2 separate regions of the Xenopus laevis genome follow, and region 1 is linked to region 2. The links are chromatin contacts, called in public Hi-C maps. All regions are on one chromosome and are shown on one strand. The core of a region is the stretch at or near the end of the contact, and the rest is flanking DNA. Distances in the headings are between cores, read along the strand shown.

The links. Hi-C and Micro-C count contacts between places; a contact is called where the count stands out from the background.
Region 1: a contact with region 2 is called in a Hi-C map of the XL177 cell line, with 4 times the contacts expected there. The contact joins the promoter of jmjd7.L here to the promoter of sptbn5.L in region 2. A contact is called at or near these places in 2 of 4 Hi-C or Micro-C datasets (the XL177 cell line and the XTC cell line).

The regions. Positions count from the first base shown.
Region 1 is chr8L:96,779,445-96,786,996 of Xenopus_laevis_v10.1, forward strand. jmjd7.L (a long non-coding RNA gene) reads right to left here and starts at 2,719. Exons shown (of 3, transcript XR_005963473.1): 1 at 1,773-2,719.
Region 2 is chr8L:96,568,047-96,574,717 of Xenopus_laevis_v10.1, forward strand. It overlaps sptbn5.L (spectrin beta chain, non-erythrocytic 5), which reads left to right and starts at 1,453. Exons shown (of 68, transcript XM_041573253.1): 1 at 1,453-1,575; 2 at 5,293-5,460. The coding sequence starts at 1,459.

The DNA.
Region 1 (7,552 bases), core at 1,469-3,968, 210 kb after region 2:
TACTCTGAAGCAGCAGTATTTTCCCAGGTGACTTCACTGTGGCTGAAGCAAAAAAAATTCATAATCCTTTCACAGCAAATATTGCTTTCAATGGGGGTTGGCAGAGAACAAATAAATAAAATAATTTTAATGTTTCCTTGAGCTAAAAAACATTTTTTATTTATACACACATGCACAGTCCTTAGACCTTCCGCACACCATTCACTAGGGAAAACCCAGGTGTTACCATAATACTCTGTACTATTTAGTAAAAGATAAGTGCACAATAGGATTTTAATTCTAATTAAAAACAATTAATTCTCATTAAAAACAGGCTAACGTTTCATTCTCCATCTAAGATATTTATCAAGACCTTATGTATTTTTAACTTTTTTTAAAAATCCAGATGTGCACCTATCTTTTTACAAATATATTGCACAAGAGCCATGGATAACCTGTAAATTATATCCTCATAATCGGAGCTCAGTGATGTAATTTCTTTTAGAGTTTAGAGGAAGGGCCCATGAAAATATGCCTAGGGCTCATAGTGGCAAGAAGTCCCATTGTTTTTACAGAAACTGACCAAGTGTAACAGTTGACACCCTAATTCTAGAACTGATGCCAAGCACCCTGGTCTCGGCTCATGCTTCTGCCTGTAGCAGCCGCCTTTGGGCTTGGGAGGAGCCCTCAGCTACTCAGATGCCGCCAGTTCTTATGAGAGGTGCAAGGCAAGGGGTTCTAGACAGGCAGAGGGGCACAACAGTAGGCAAAGTCTTTGGGCAGAAGGTTGTGGTACAAGGCGTTAGGCAATAGAGTAGTCAGATCAGGCCGGGTCGGGTCGGGCCAGGCAGAGAATAATCGTAGTCAGGCAGGCAAGGGTCAAACCAGGAAGTCAATCAGAAGGGTTTCAGAATAAGCATAGTCGGATATCAGGCAAGGGTCAGGATACAGAGGTCAGAATCGTCAATAAGCCAGGCAAGGGTCACAACAGGAATCAGATATACAGATTAGCACAATGCTCAGAAGCTCCAAGAACAAAAGAAACGGGCAATGATCACCAGCCCAATTGTGCCTTATATAGCGTTTGATTTTCACGCCATTGCGCGCCGGCGTCATCAAGCCAGCATGTCCGCGTCAAAATAAGGAACAAGACGCGGGTGTGCGGGCCCTGAGTATCCAATGTGGCGGCCGAAGAAGAGCGGCATGGTGGGCGTCCCCACCGCACGACTGGACCACCAGGGTGAGTGATTTTTATTACACAAAGTTATGAAACAGATCACATGTTAAAATGATAATTATAGTTTCCTTCATGATAACTCACTGAGAGTTTCTACACCAAAAATTATTCTACTCAGTATATATTCCCAGCTTAATTAACTAAACAAACATCAACACAATAAAACAGGAACAAATTTGTCTACATTCATCAGGTGGAAATTCAAACTACATTATACATCCCCTAACAAAGACAAGGATTCTGTAAAACAAACAAATACCTAGACAGATTAGAAAAATATCAAAACTTAAAATATTCGTAACCCAATCTGTTTTTGAAGCTGGAAGTTTAGGTACTACAGTCCCATTAAGTGACAAAACTGCCCTTGTAACATTAGCCTCACTCACAGTGATCATAAGACACAGAATAAGACATAGAATAACCTATTTTTTCTATGGTATGAAAACGCATATTTACATCTTTTACAAAATAATTACTCAGAGGAAAGACATGTACCCAATAGTTTTCTGTAATTACAATCAATCCAAATCAAAACAAGTGAATCAATAGGACTTACAGGATGTTATGGCCGCTGATTCACCTGGCCAGAAATTAACAGCATCTGGACTCTTTCCTTGGATTAAAGAATAAGAAAATGACCCGGTGAATTACAATATTAGAGACATTACACACATTTACTGGGAACACTCTTGGTGTTTAACTTTGTAAATCTTAGTATACCAAATGAAAAATTCCAACACATTCTTTAAGGCATGAGCCACACTAGGTATTATTCCACTGTAATTATAAAGTGGTTAAGTCAAACAGGTTGTGAATAATGGAACTGTATAGATGCAAAAAGCAGTTCTCACTCCATGAATCTTGCTGGATAAACCAGATTGACCAGATAACAGCAATCCCAATTGGCCTATCAGGACATCACTTGTGATACTCAATTGCAGTTGCTTGCTATAGCATTATTTGTGGCCCCATTTATATTTTTTAACATATTATAATCTATTTTGTTACTTTACATCTATTTGGTTACTTTAATACACATGCTGATAAGAAGATGGACTGCAGCATATATTTTTTAATGGAAGACCTAATGCGAAAATGATCCTGGTTGGATCATCAAAGACAAAGGTGATTGAAATGAATAGTAGGAACAACAGAGCAAGACAAGCAAACCTACTAAAGAACACGGGTGAATTTAGGGATATCAGACTGAAATGCCGAGATTTAGAGTAGTTCCATGTAACAGCAGTTCAGACAGCTGCATTGAACAACAAACCCTTAAAACCGGGCATATATTATATAATATTATGAGACCATTGGGTATTCGGGTAGTGTACAATACAGCATATCAAAAGTTTTGAATGAACTACATTACCCAGTGCTTCACTGATTTCTTCTCCACAATGTCCAGGAAGTCTGATAAAAGCATGCTTCACTCTTCAGGCATGACAAACCTGTTCTTGTGCATCTGCATAACCATTTGGGGCGACGGTCACACTAACTTTCTAGGAGTCTACACAAGCACTACATAAAGGAGAATATTCACAAATGAATATGTAGTTTTGCACAATGCAATTTTAGAATGTTGAAGGCATACTGCATTGTAAATAAAGTTTGAAAGCAACATTAAAAAAAAAAACAACAAACATTTAGTTTTGTATTCCTTAAACTAAGCTGCAACTTAATGGAACCCACCTGTTTCTCATCAACTAAAGATGTCTCATAGAAAGGACACCTGGTGACTTCCAGGATTCTGTTTCAGAGATTATTCTTTAATTAAAAAGCAAAAGGGTCAAAGCAAACCCGGTCTAAACCTGGATGGTAAGAGTCAGCTGCCATTATCATACCAGAGATAACCAAAGGTCCATTTCTGAAGGGCTGGCCAGTGAGTAATGGCATTGCGAATGATACAAGGTCTGGGGATATCCATTCTTGATAAAACTGCAATGGAGAGGGTTTCAACTATCTGATTGCCCCGGTCCAAATTAACCTAGCAACCATGCATTGGTTTGAATAAGAGACTGGAAAATGAATAGGAGATGCCTGTTAGAAAGATAGAAAGATGAGTAGTAAAAAGTAGCAATAACAATAAATGTGTAGCCTTTGTGGTAAGGTCACCACTAGGATACCTGAAAAAGTCCAGGACAGAGCTTATTTAAGCCCCAGGTTCCTAACAGAGTGATTCAGGACTGCTAATCCAGCCTGGGTATTTTGTTGTTCTGAGGCATCTCAGGTGGATAATTAAAAAGGCAGCTCAAACCAGAGTGTGGAGCGCCTGTCTGAAAAAAAGACAGAAAAGCTGCCTGTGTGAGCTGACTGAGGGGGATTGAAATCAATACAAGGTTTGGGATTTTGTATATTCCTCAATGTACTCTCTTTTGGGGAGACAGGCGGTTGGCCTCCTCCTGGTTAGTTAGGAAAACATAACTGTATTAGTTAGAAGCCCATTAAGTGGCAAGAATTTTACTTTGAATTGTTTGTTTTGTTTATTTCTGCTGCAAGTGACAATAAACTGCCAAAAAGAGACTACACTTTCATGAGTTTTGGTTGTGCTATGGGCTGTGTTGCCCCAGAAAACTGATCCCAGCTACCTAAACCCTTACACCTTACAGAGCATTTGTTTTTTAGATGGGGTCAGTGACTCCAAAGAGTCAGAAGAAGAAGACAAACAATTCAAAAACTATAAAGATTAAAAAATAGAATTAGCATAGCCTTTTCCAAGCTTTTGACATCTAATGGAAAAAGTCAGGCGAAAAAAATTTGGAAAGTGTCATTAAGCTGCCAGCTAGTGAGTGACTGGCAGGAAGAGGAAGTCACAGATACTGGCAAAAGAGAACAGCCTGGCATAGAGAACAACATGGTGGACCGAGAAAGAGACCAGAGAGCTACCGTGGGCCCAGAGAGCTGAGAGGCTCCACCAAAAGCAGACATTTGGATCAGGTTGGCACAGGGAAGCCAGATACTGTGCCTGGAGTGACAGAGGGGTAAATTTACTAAAGGGCAAAGTGACAAACGCTGGTGACAATTATCCAGCGTTAACACTTTTAGGCACTTCACCGATTTACTAACAGGTGCAGGCGTCTGTTCGCTAGCGAAGGAGATAGACGCTAGTGCTGATTCGCACTCGAACGCCAGGCGACTTTTCATTCTTGTGTAACTTCTTTTCATTCTTGTGTAACTTCTAATGGACGTTACTCCACAAATTCAGATCTTACTGAGCGTTACCTCTTTCGCCAGACTTGCCTTTGCCAGCTCAGACCAGGTGAAGTGCATTGGAGTGCATAGAACTTTCTCAATCTTCTGTTACTTACATCATAATTTTGAGTGGAAAGTCCAAAAGATGATGGTGACAATTCATTTTTCAGGATGATAGGCTGCAAAAGGCATACATTTTTTTTTCGCTACCTGGTTTCCCCCATACATTTTATAACATATGGAATATTATATTATAGTGGGCTCATGTGTAGGGCATTAAAACAACTTAGACCTCCATTCATATTGAAATTTCCCGCCATTTGCAAATTAGCCTGAGCGAAGACCTCAGGTTGTGCTAGGCAGAATTGACCGCTAGCGCTTCTTCGCTTTGATTTGCTCGCACTGGCGAAGTAACGCTAGTGAAAATTCGCCAGCATCTGTCGCCTGGGACAAAACTCCGCAACTTAGTAAAGGCGAAGGAATTCAGACTGGAGAAGCAACCGGCAGGAGATTCCAATCTGAGCATCCAAAGGGGCCGGTTGCCGCACTGTATGTCTGAATGTGCTCTACTCGCTTGAAGAGAAACTGTAAAGCATCCAAAGAGGATTTGGAGTGAGTATCCAGTTTAAAGGGACAGTACCCAAAAAAATCGCTTGAAGATACAGACACTGTTTATTGAAAGGACATTGCCTTTTTTTAGTTAGGTAGACAGATTGCGCTAGCAAGTTAGTTAGTGAGGCCCTATTGCCACCGGTTAGGAGTGCTGCATGTACTAGTTGGCCATTTATTTTAGATAAACAGTTATTCAGTTTAACCAATTATGTGAGGGCATTATTATTTTGTTCCTAGTGAGGCCACCCGTAGGTGCATTCCCAGATCCCACTAGGTGGGAGTGGCTCAGGTTTGTCCCGTGCCATCTGGTAAACATCACACGTGGAGTATAACACTGACAAAGAGGTGTCAAAGGGGTTGCACTATTTACAAATACATTGACACAAGGAGTAAAGAAAGTAGCACTATAATAAAGAATATACACATATATAAATATTTAAGTTGCACGTACTTAAGAAGCCTAAGAAACAAATTCAAGTAATACACACGGAGCTCTGTCCAGCCTAAGAAAAAGGTGCATGTGCTCGTGTATGGGGACAAGCTAACAAGGGCATGCGGTTACCCCTAACTCCTTCAGAGAAACTCTGTAGACAACTCCATAAATTGTGCCCCGTTTCTGCCATTCCCTCTCTGCATCAAGCCTATATTAACCACGCTATCCTTAGAACAGGACGACCACTGCCGGAAAATTGGCCAATCAACTGATGCCTGGCACTGACTAAAACAACGAGCCACGCTGTCAGCGTCAAAATATCCTTCATTTGAGGCAGAAATTGAAGTGTTTCAGCGCCATCTATGGGCTGCAATTCGGTAATGCAAGAGAAACAGTTGACTGCACATTCTGAGGCTAAAGAAAGAAAATCATTTGTATTGGACCCAGGTTCCCCCCCCAAAAAAAACCCCATAATATATTTACACATTGTAACCCTGATAAATGTCCGAGGGAACTGAAACACTGGCTCACACATAAAAGGTGTGCAATGCAGTTTATCTGAACTCAATGGGTGAATTCACAAAAGTGTCGGTAAAATAAGGAACCCAGAAGTGGCGGTCATCAAATATTTTAAATGTCGTACGGACGGCAAATTCACAGTCTCTGAATGTCTCGTAAGTCCGACAATTTTCTAAAATGTCGTATAACTTTTTGTTGGAGGAACAACATTTTACTGAGCGTTTTCAAAAAATATTTTAATTTTGGAGAGCCTACTGTGTCGTATAAATTTTCGCAAAATGAATGAATGAGTTTACAAGCAAGTCAGACAAATGTCTGGAAACGTGGTGCCGAAAAAAACACTTTTAAAAAATAAATTGGAAGTTAAAGACATTCTGTCCTGACACTTTTGGGAATTCCCCCCAATATGTTGGACTTCAATGTGACTGTGGCTACTTGTTTGGGCTTTAAAGATATAGTTTTTGCTTGTGTGTGTGTCTATATATACACACAAAGTAGAGTGGAGCACCAACCTGTCCAACATACTTTACAGACAATGCATCCCAAGGGACTCAATAGGGATTATGATCTATATGCCTTTTTTTAACATACAATGTTAATGCATACAGGAGTAGTTCTGTGATTATGATTATTATTTATGTGACACACTGTGAATTCATTATTAGACATTGGAACCTTGAAATTAATATTGGAAAGCAACTATGATGTAACTCGTATTACCTGTTTTTGGTTTGCTATGCATTATGCAAATGAAGGGCGTGTCAATCATATGTGTTTTGCTTTATAAAAGAGAAACATTGCTTGCTCGATTTGGTAAAATCCTCTATATATATATATATATATATATATATATATTACAACCATTATGCAATTATGTTATATAGCCTAATTAATATTGTTCATGGTGTGTTAAGTATTTAATTGAGATAACGACTTCCGTGTGCATCCTGACAACGGTTCCAGGAGTACCGAAACACTTTTTCCTTTGATAGTCATCAGATTGCTACAGTGTTACTGTGACACTAGGGACTACTTAAAGGACAAGGAAACCCTTCTCCATAAATTTTAGGTATATTGGTCAGTACCCCCTGCTGTACCAGATTGCTAGTTTTTTTGCATAAAAGACTTGTATTTTGTCTGTGGTCGCGTCACGTTTTAACTAAAGACTGCTCTGATACAGGCGTCCAAGTTGAACTGAAGAAGCCACTCGGATGAGTGGTGAAATGTTTTCAAAAAATGCTAAATGTTCAGTTGCCTTTGACTTAATTCTGCTAGAGATACTGTATAAACTATAGTAGACTTTCCAACACAAACATACCAGTTTTGCAGAGAAGAGTCGGAGTTACCATAAACTCAGGAATTGGAGTCTAAAGGTCCCCATAGACGCAAAGATTTCTCTTGCCGAACGACCGATTTTAGCGAAGATCCTTCGAAATTATCGTGCAGTTAGTGGGATTCAAACGATCGTACATTTTACGATTTTTCGGCCGACATCTGTCAGGAAATTGATCGGCCAGGTTAAAAAATCTTTGTCGGTCCCAGTGCAATCTATCAATGTTTGCAGGGCCAATCAGGCAGCT
Region 2 (6,671 bases), core at 203-2,702:
GCACATTAGACTAGTAGCCTGAAAAAAGTGCTGCATTTATTACAAGAGAAATGAATTGCAAGCTATTTCACAAATAACTCAAGAATATGACAATGGGTCATGTTCCAGAATTTAGACCAGGCTCCTTTCATTGTCTCCTAAATACCCATGCCCCCAATTACCAGCAATTCAATTTGTTCTCTATATCCATTTCTTTCAGCCCCTGTGTGTGTGACTGCTGTGGACCCCATTGATGTTGTTCATTTTCAGCTCCCAGAGCTTAGTATTTGTTTTGCCCCTTTCTAGCACAAAATGTCAGTGACAGTTATAGGGTGGTGTCTTCTTGAGTACCTTAGAAAAAATCTGTACATTGGCAAATAAACAAGCAAGTGTATCATTCTTATCATAAGAACTGCAAGCTGAAAGCTTAGTAGTTAATGAGTCCAAAAGTCTAGTATGACAGCGGTTATAAATAGACAGGTTCCTGACACTGGGATCTGAAATTATAATGATCTTTAACTGACATACATCAGGCATTAACCAAAGGAAGAACAATGTGGCTGTACAATATACAAGGTCCTCATGTGGGCCAAGGCATCAAGCTGCTTTTTGTAACCCAAAGATTTATTTAATATATCTTTCAAATCATATTTAAAGTTGGTGGGATTCGTATGAATTTAATATAGATACACAAAACTGTGCAGCTAAGTTTCTTCTCTTTTTGATGTGCAAAATGGAAATCTTGTCTTATACAACTGGCACATTTTGACATAATTACTTGCACTGGACACTTTTAGGGGAATCCCATTCAAATTTGAGTGATTTGTCCCCCACCCAACAAGCAACAAAACACATGGGGCAATAAAAATATTTCTGTCTGCCATCTCCCCAAACTATGCACTATATGAGGATGTAACCTTTCTTGTAGTCGCATTATTGTGCACAAATGCTTTACTGCAGTGTTCCCCAACCACTTGCTCGAGAGCAACATGTTGTTTACCAAATCCTTGGATGTTGTTCCCAGTGGCCTCAAAGCAGGTGCTTATTTTTGAATTCCAGGTTTGAAGTAAAATTTTGGTTGCATAAAAAACAGATTTACTGCCAAACAGAGCCTCCTATAGGCTGCCAATCAATATAGGGCTATCAAATAACAAATTATAGTCCTTATTCGGCATCCCCAGGAACTTTTTTGCATGCTGGTGTTGCTCCACAACTCTTGTTATTTGAAAGTTTGGGGATCCCTGGTGTACAGGATATAGGAGTAAAGGATATAACATGCAAATTCCAATGAAGAAAATAATAGATAATGGCAGGCCGTGCGCAGTTAACAAAAATAGGAGCGATAAGGAACTAATTTGATATAGGACAGAGGTAATGTTTGGAAAATAAAATATTGTGTCATGCATGTGTCAGCAGCTTACCAACAGTACAATTTGAAGGATTGTATCATCATTATTCTGTATTATTCCAAAGGTCAAAATGGATGAAGAACTGCAGGATTACGAGAAGGGGCATATAAAAAAACTGCAGGAGCAGCGCATGGTTATGCAAAAGAAGACCTTCACCAACTGGATGAACAATATCTACAGAGAGAATGTAAGTGGAGCCGAGCCGGGCACCTGTGCCATGCAGAATGCTCACCTGTGTTTATATGATTCATCAGCTTGGTCATAGTGTATAGTTGTAATAAAAAGCTGGGATTTATACTCTGCTTCTTGCATTCTGGAAAATGAGCTCTGGCGGTACTCTTTGATACTGGCACACACTGCTGACTGCTTCCCAAGTTTCTGTTAATGCGCAGAGACAGAGGAAAGGGACATCAATGTGGGGTAATTACCAAGAGATAATTGTGGCCTCTGCAGATTGTAATCTGTAATCTACATCCTTACAGTTGTTGCACAAATATGTTTTTTCTAAGCATGTTCCCCTAAAATAAACCCTTGTGGTAAGGCCTAAACAACTGCCCTTTTTATGTATAGTGCTGAAAGTTGCCCTCCAATATTTTCTCGAGAGAGGAGAGGCCTTATTTAATGCAAATCATTAAGGACTTTCTACAAACATGCCAATGTAGGCAAATTGTATTTTAATGTGAATCTGGTGCTTTTCACAGAGGCTTAAGTGATCCCTGTATTTTACATTTGCCACTGACCATGCGAAAAAGGACACAAATTATGTGAAATGTGCTCTAAAGCATGACCATGACCTGCCCACATGGCAACCATTTTGTCATGGTCACATTTGTGCACAGTTTTTTAACCAGCACAGAATTATGCTCCTAAATTGTTTTGTAAAAACCTTTGGAACAATATTGGTGTGGACAGAATTACACTGTTAGTGGAAAAAAACAAAACATTGTGAAGAGAAAAAAGAGGTGAAATATGTAGTTTTTTTGCACACAATAGTAAATCTTACCCAATAACTCATGAGCCAGAAGCCATAAGAATGACAAAGGGTTTCTCTGCCGAATCACTGAACTTTTCCTACAGCCAAATTGTGGTGATCTAACGCCCACATCTGCCATGCCCTTCTGACATGTAAAGTGATTTGATAATAAACTACTTGTGCTCGAACAAACATGAGAGAGAATATTTTCATAAATGGAAAAGTGCTGGAAAGAGAGACATACAAAATGTCTATTTTAAAACGCACATTTTCACCATATAAGTACAATTTATGATATCATCTTTTATAGAATTATGGCTGCTGCTCTCTGGAATCTGGACCCTTTATTGCAGCCTTGCTGCAATAAACATGTTGGTAATAAGATTTATTTATGCAGGGTAATAAACTTTGCCCAGAGATTAACATTATCTTTTTCATGGAATGCCAATTCCTTATTTCTAGACACACTGGTAACTAAAGGGCACCGCAATCCAGGCATTAGCAGTGTATGAATCAAGTGCACACCTTCCTCCGTGATTTTTATAATGGCTATAATCCAACTGCTCCATTTTACTACCCTTCTCCACCTAGATTATTAACCACACCACATAATCATACATGTGCCTTAACTTACCTCTCCACCTACAGAACCACACATCTTTCTACCCACACCAGAAGAAGCAAATAATCAGTTTTTGGATATAAGTGGGTCTGGGTGCACATACCCCAGATCTTCAGCAGAGGGAGTTTGCACTAAAATACATCATTGCAGGCTGGCACCAAACCAGACCAAGTAGTTAAAAAGCAGGAGCCATGATTAAATTTAAAATTGTTTGGATTTATTTTTCGTTATGTATAAAAAAGAATGCCTTATGCTTTTCGTGTCACCAAGAGACATTTAATCATAATCACAATGTGTTGGATTTTCCATCCAGATTAAGATGCAAAGCACAGTAGTCACTTTTGGATTAAGGTCCCAAGTGATTTTGCACCACAGTTTTGTGCTACACCCATATTTGTTTTATTGCCCGTAGTAAATTAGCCCCAATGTGTTTAGTCAAACCCTACTTTTATGCTCTTGCATTTTATGCTGTTTTTTTATCAGTCCCCTCCTAGTGCATTTCAATGAGTGCATTTTCTGGATTCTAACTTTGGTTTTCCTGCATTTTTCACTATAATTTTGCCAGTATTCCTTCAAAACATCTGTATGTCCTCTGTGAATGTTACTTTTTCACTTTTTCATTGTGAAATATTTGAATTTTTGTCATATTTTAACTTGTTTTTTTATGGTTTACACCAATTCTAAAGTCAGACCCCAGTTGTACATCAATTTATTTTACTATTCCCACATATTATTTATTTTTATGGTCCCCTAGAAGACATAATTTGATTTTGTCTGTATTTTTGTGTATCATATAGATTATCAGAACAAGGCCCTGTTTAGTTTTTTTTTTTAATTGCACCTGCTTGATTCGTTAGAATGTTTGCATGATACAGCATGCTCTTTGACTGTAGTTTGCAGTAAATCCCTGTTGCATTTACATAAGTTAAGTCTTAAAATGGATTTAATTTTTTATATGTTGAAATTTCGATACTCCATATCTTCATATTCAGATATAGATAATGGTTCCCACAAAGTGGAAAAAATGGTGTAAGTAAGTTCCTGGTCCTTATCATTCAGAATTCACAAGCTGGGGGATGCAAGACTCTGGGGAGCATTGAGCTGCCTATTTCTTTGTGCATGACAGCCCTTCTCTCTGTGCAAATCCCCTACAGGGGTTAGAGTTTGGTAAATATTTATATGGAATTATAGAAAGTCTTACTGCACATGGATTTATCAAACTGTGAAGGGGATATCCCTTTCCTTCATTTGGCCATTTCAAGCTGACCTACTTTACAAGGGGGTTTGACCCCTGAAACGCTGCGTTTAGCTTGCGCTATTGCAAAAATGAAAATTTAATATAATCTTTAGCTTATTCATGTAAGATACTTTCTAAAATACATTTCCCCTTTAACCTTTTTTATTAACATTCTATTATAAGTGGTTGACACACCACCAGCACTGTATTGTAGTAGAAACCATATGTGACTTGTCCAACACAATTTTCGCTTGCACTCACCGGCCCTCCTTCGTTGTTCCTGCTAGGTGCCCAGTCCTTGGGGGATACGGCGATCCCCACAAATCAGTATTGACAAAGTGGAGAGAACTGGCACTCAATAGCAATTGCAAAGGGGTTACCCCCTACGTGTTTATTCAGTCAAACAAATGCACAACATTTCGGGGGCTTTTTTGTGCATTTGTTTGACTGAATAAACACGTAGGAGGTAACCCCTTTGCAATTGCTATTGAGTGCCAGTACTCTCCACTTTGTCAATACCATATGTGACTTGGTCAGGTGTGCGATCCCCATAGTTATTATTCTAATTGATATTGGCCTAGTTTCTTTGCTGAATCTGCTAAATACATATATAACAAGTGAAACAGCTGTGAATGTTACTAATAAACTATGCATTCTTCATTTGCACACCAGTTGGTTGACATACATTGCCACTGTTTAAGTGCTGCTCCCTACAGAAAAACTGTCTGTAGTGTCTAATTCTTGGACAAGCACCCTCTACTTTACAATGTGGTAAAATCCTAATTTGAGGCCTGCTATCTCAAACTTTGCATCCTGCTGCTACTGACTGCATGGCTATGGTATGATATCTTCTAGGCTGTAAACAATACACAAATGCCATTCTGTGCATAGCCAGTTAGACGCAGAACTACAATACATTGTAAGAAATATATTATTGTAGATAGCACTGCAGTCTACATAATGTAGCACCCATTTGTGTAAGTACGGCTGTCTATTTTCCTTTTATCTGAATTAAAGCAAGGCCCAAGTTCTTGAAAAAATATTTTCATCTCCCTTTCTTTTTTCTGTTTAGGGTTGCAACCTTATTACTGATATCTACACAGACCTGCAAGATGGACTATACCTGCTCTTACTTTTGGAGTTAATTTCAGGGGAGCAGCTGCCTAGACCTGCACGGGGCAAGATGAGAGTCCATTTCTTGGAAAATAACAGCAAAGCTCTGACTTTCTTAAAATCCAAGGTAAGTGCATGCCCCTGTAAACTCTCAGTGCTTTTGGAGCTTACATTTTATCAATCATTCCTCTACTATATATATATATTTATTATATATTTTCCTATGTTAAATGTATATAAGGCACTATTTGTACTGTTTTTTTTTCCAAAGGCAATACAAAATCTTCAGCAAAAGAGAATTGACATGTTAGCATGATCAGAGTGGGGGAAAACTGAACCAACTGCCGTGCAGAAAGGCTAGATAATTCCAGCTTGTATTGTGTACCTTGGGATGTATATTAATGTCTGCTTTGGATATTTTCTGGTCACCTAAAACCTAACACTCCCAAATAAGAATTAGGGCACTTTGGCCATGGCTATACACAATGAAAGGGGAACAGTCTATACAGGTATGGGGTCTGTTATCCAGAATGCTTGATGCATGGGGTTTTCCACATAACAGAACTTTCTGTAATTTGGATCTTCATACCCATGTGACCCCCCTCAAGTCACTGATTGGTTACTCCCTGGTAACCAATCAGTGGAACCCAAGAGAGCTGAAAAGCAGGAAGTAGTGTTCTGGCTATTATGTTACACATCCAGTCACTCCAGCCTTTATACATTACATTTTTGGCTAACTAATTATATTAGAAACAGAAAAACTAGAAAATCATTTAATCCAGTAGGCAGGTTTTGCTTCAATAAGAATTAATTATATCGTAGTTTGGATCAAGTACAAGGTATTGTTTTAATGTTACAGAAAAAAAGGACATAATTTTAATTTTTTTTGATTATTTTGACAAAATGGAGTCTATGGGAGGAGGCCTTTACATAATGCTGAGCTTTCTGGATAACAGGTTTCCAGATAACAGATCCCATACCTGTATTAGAGATAAATCAAGAAAACTGCTCAAATTAGACTTTTAGCAGTTTATTAACCACTTAGTTATGTGGCAACTTGTCATCCCAACCGTTATTACCAGCTGCGACCAACACACTCCTGCTGTCACTGACAGATTTCACCAGAAATAACTGACTGATTCCAGCATGAACATTTTTAAAATGCTGAGGGATAATATGTGCTTTAAAATCTATGTGCTGGAAAAAAACCCAGTATCAAGGGTATATCATGAAAATCACAAAAACATTCCGCACTCCATAAAAATTGGCATTTTCCGTTTTAGAGCTTATCTTTTGGAGTCTGGAAAGTTTTTGTGATTTTCATGATTCCAGCATGAG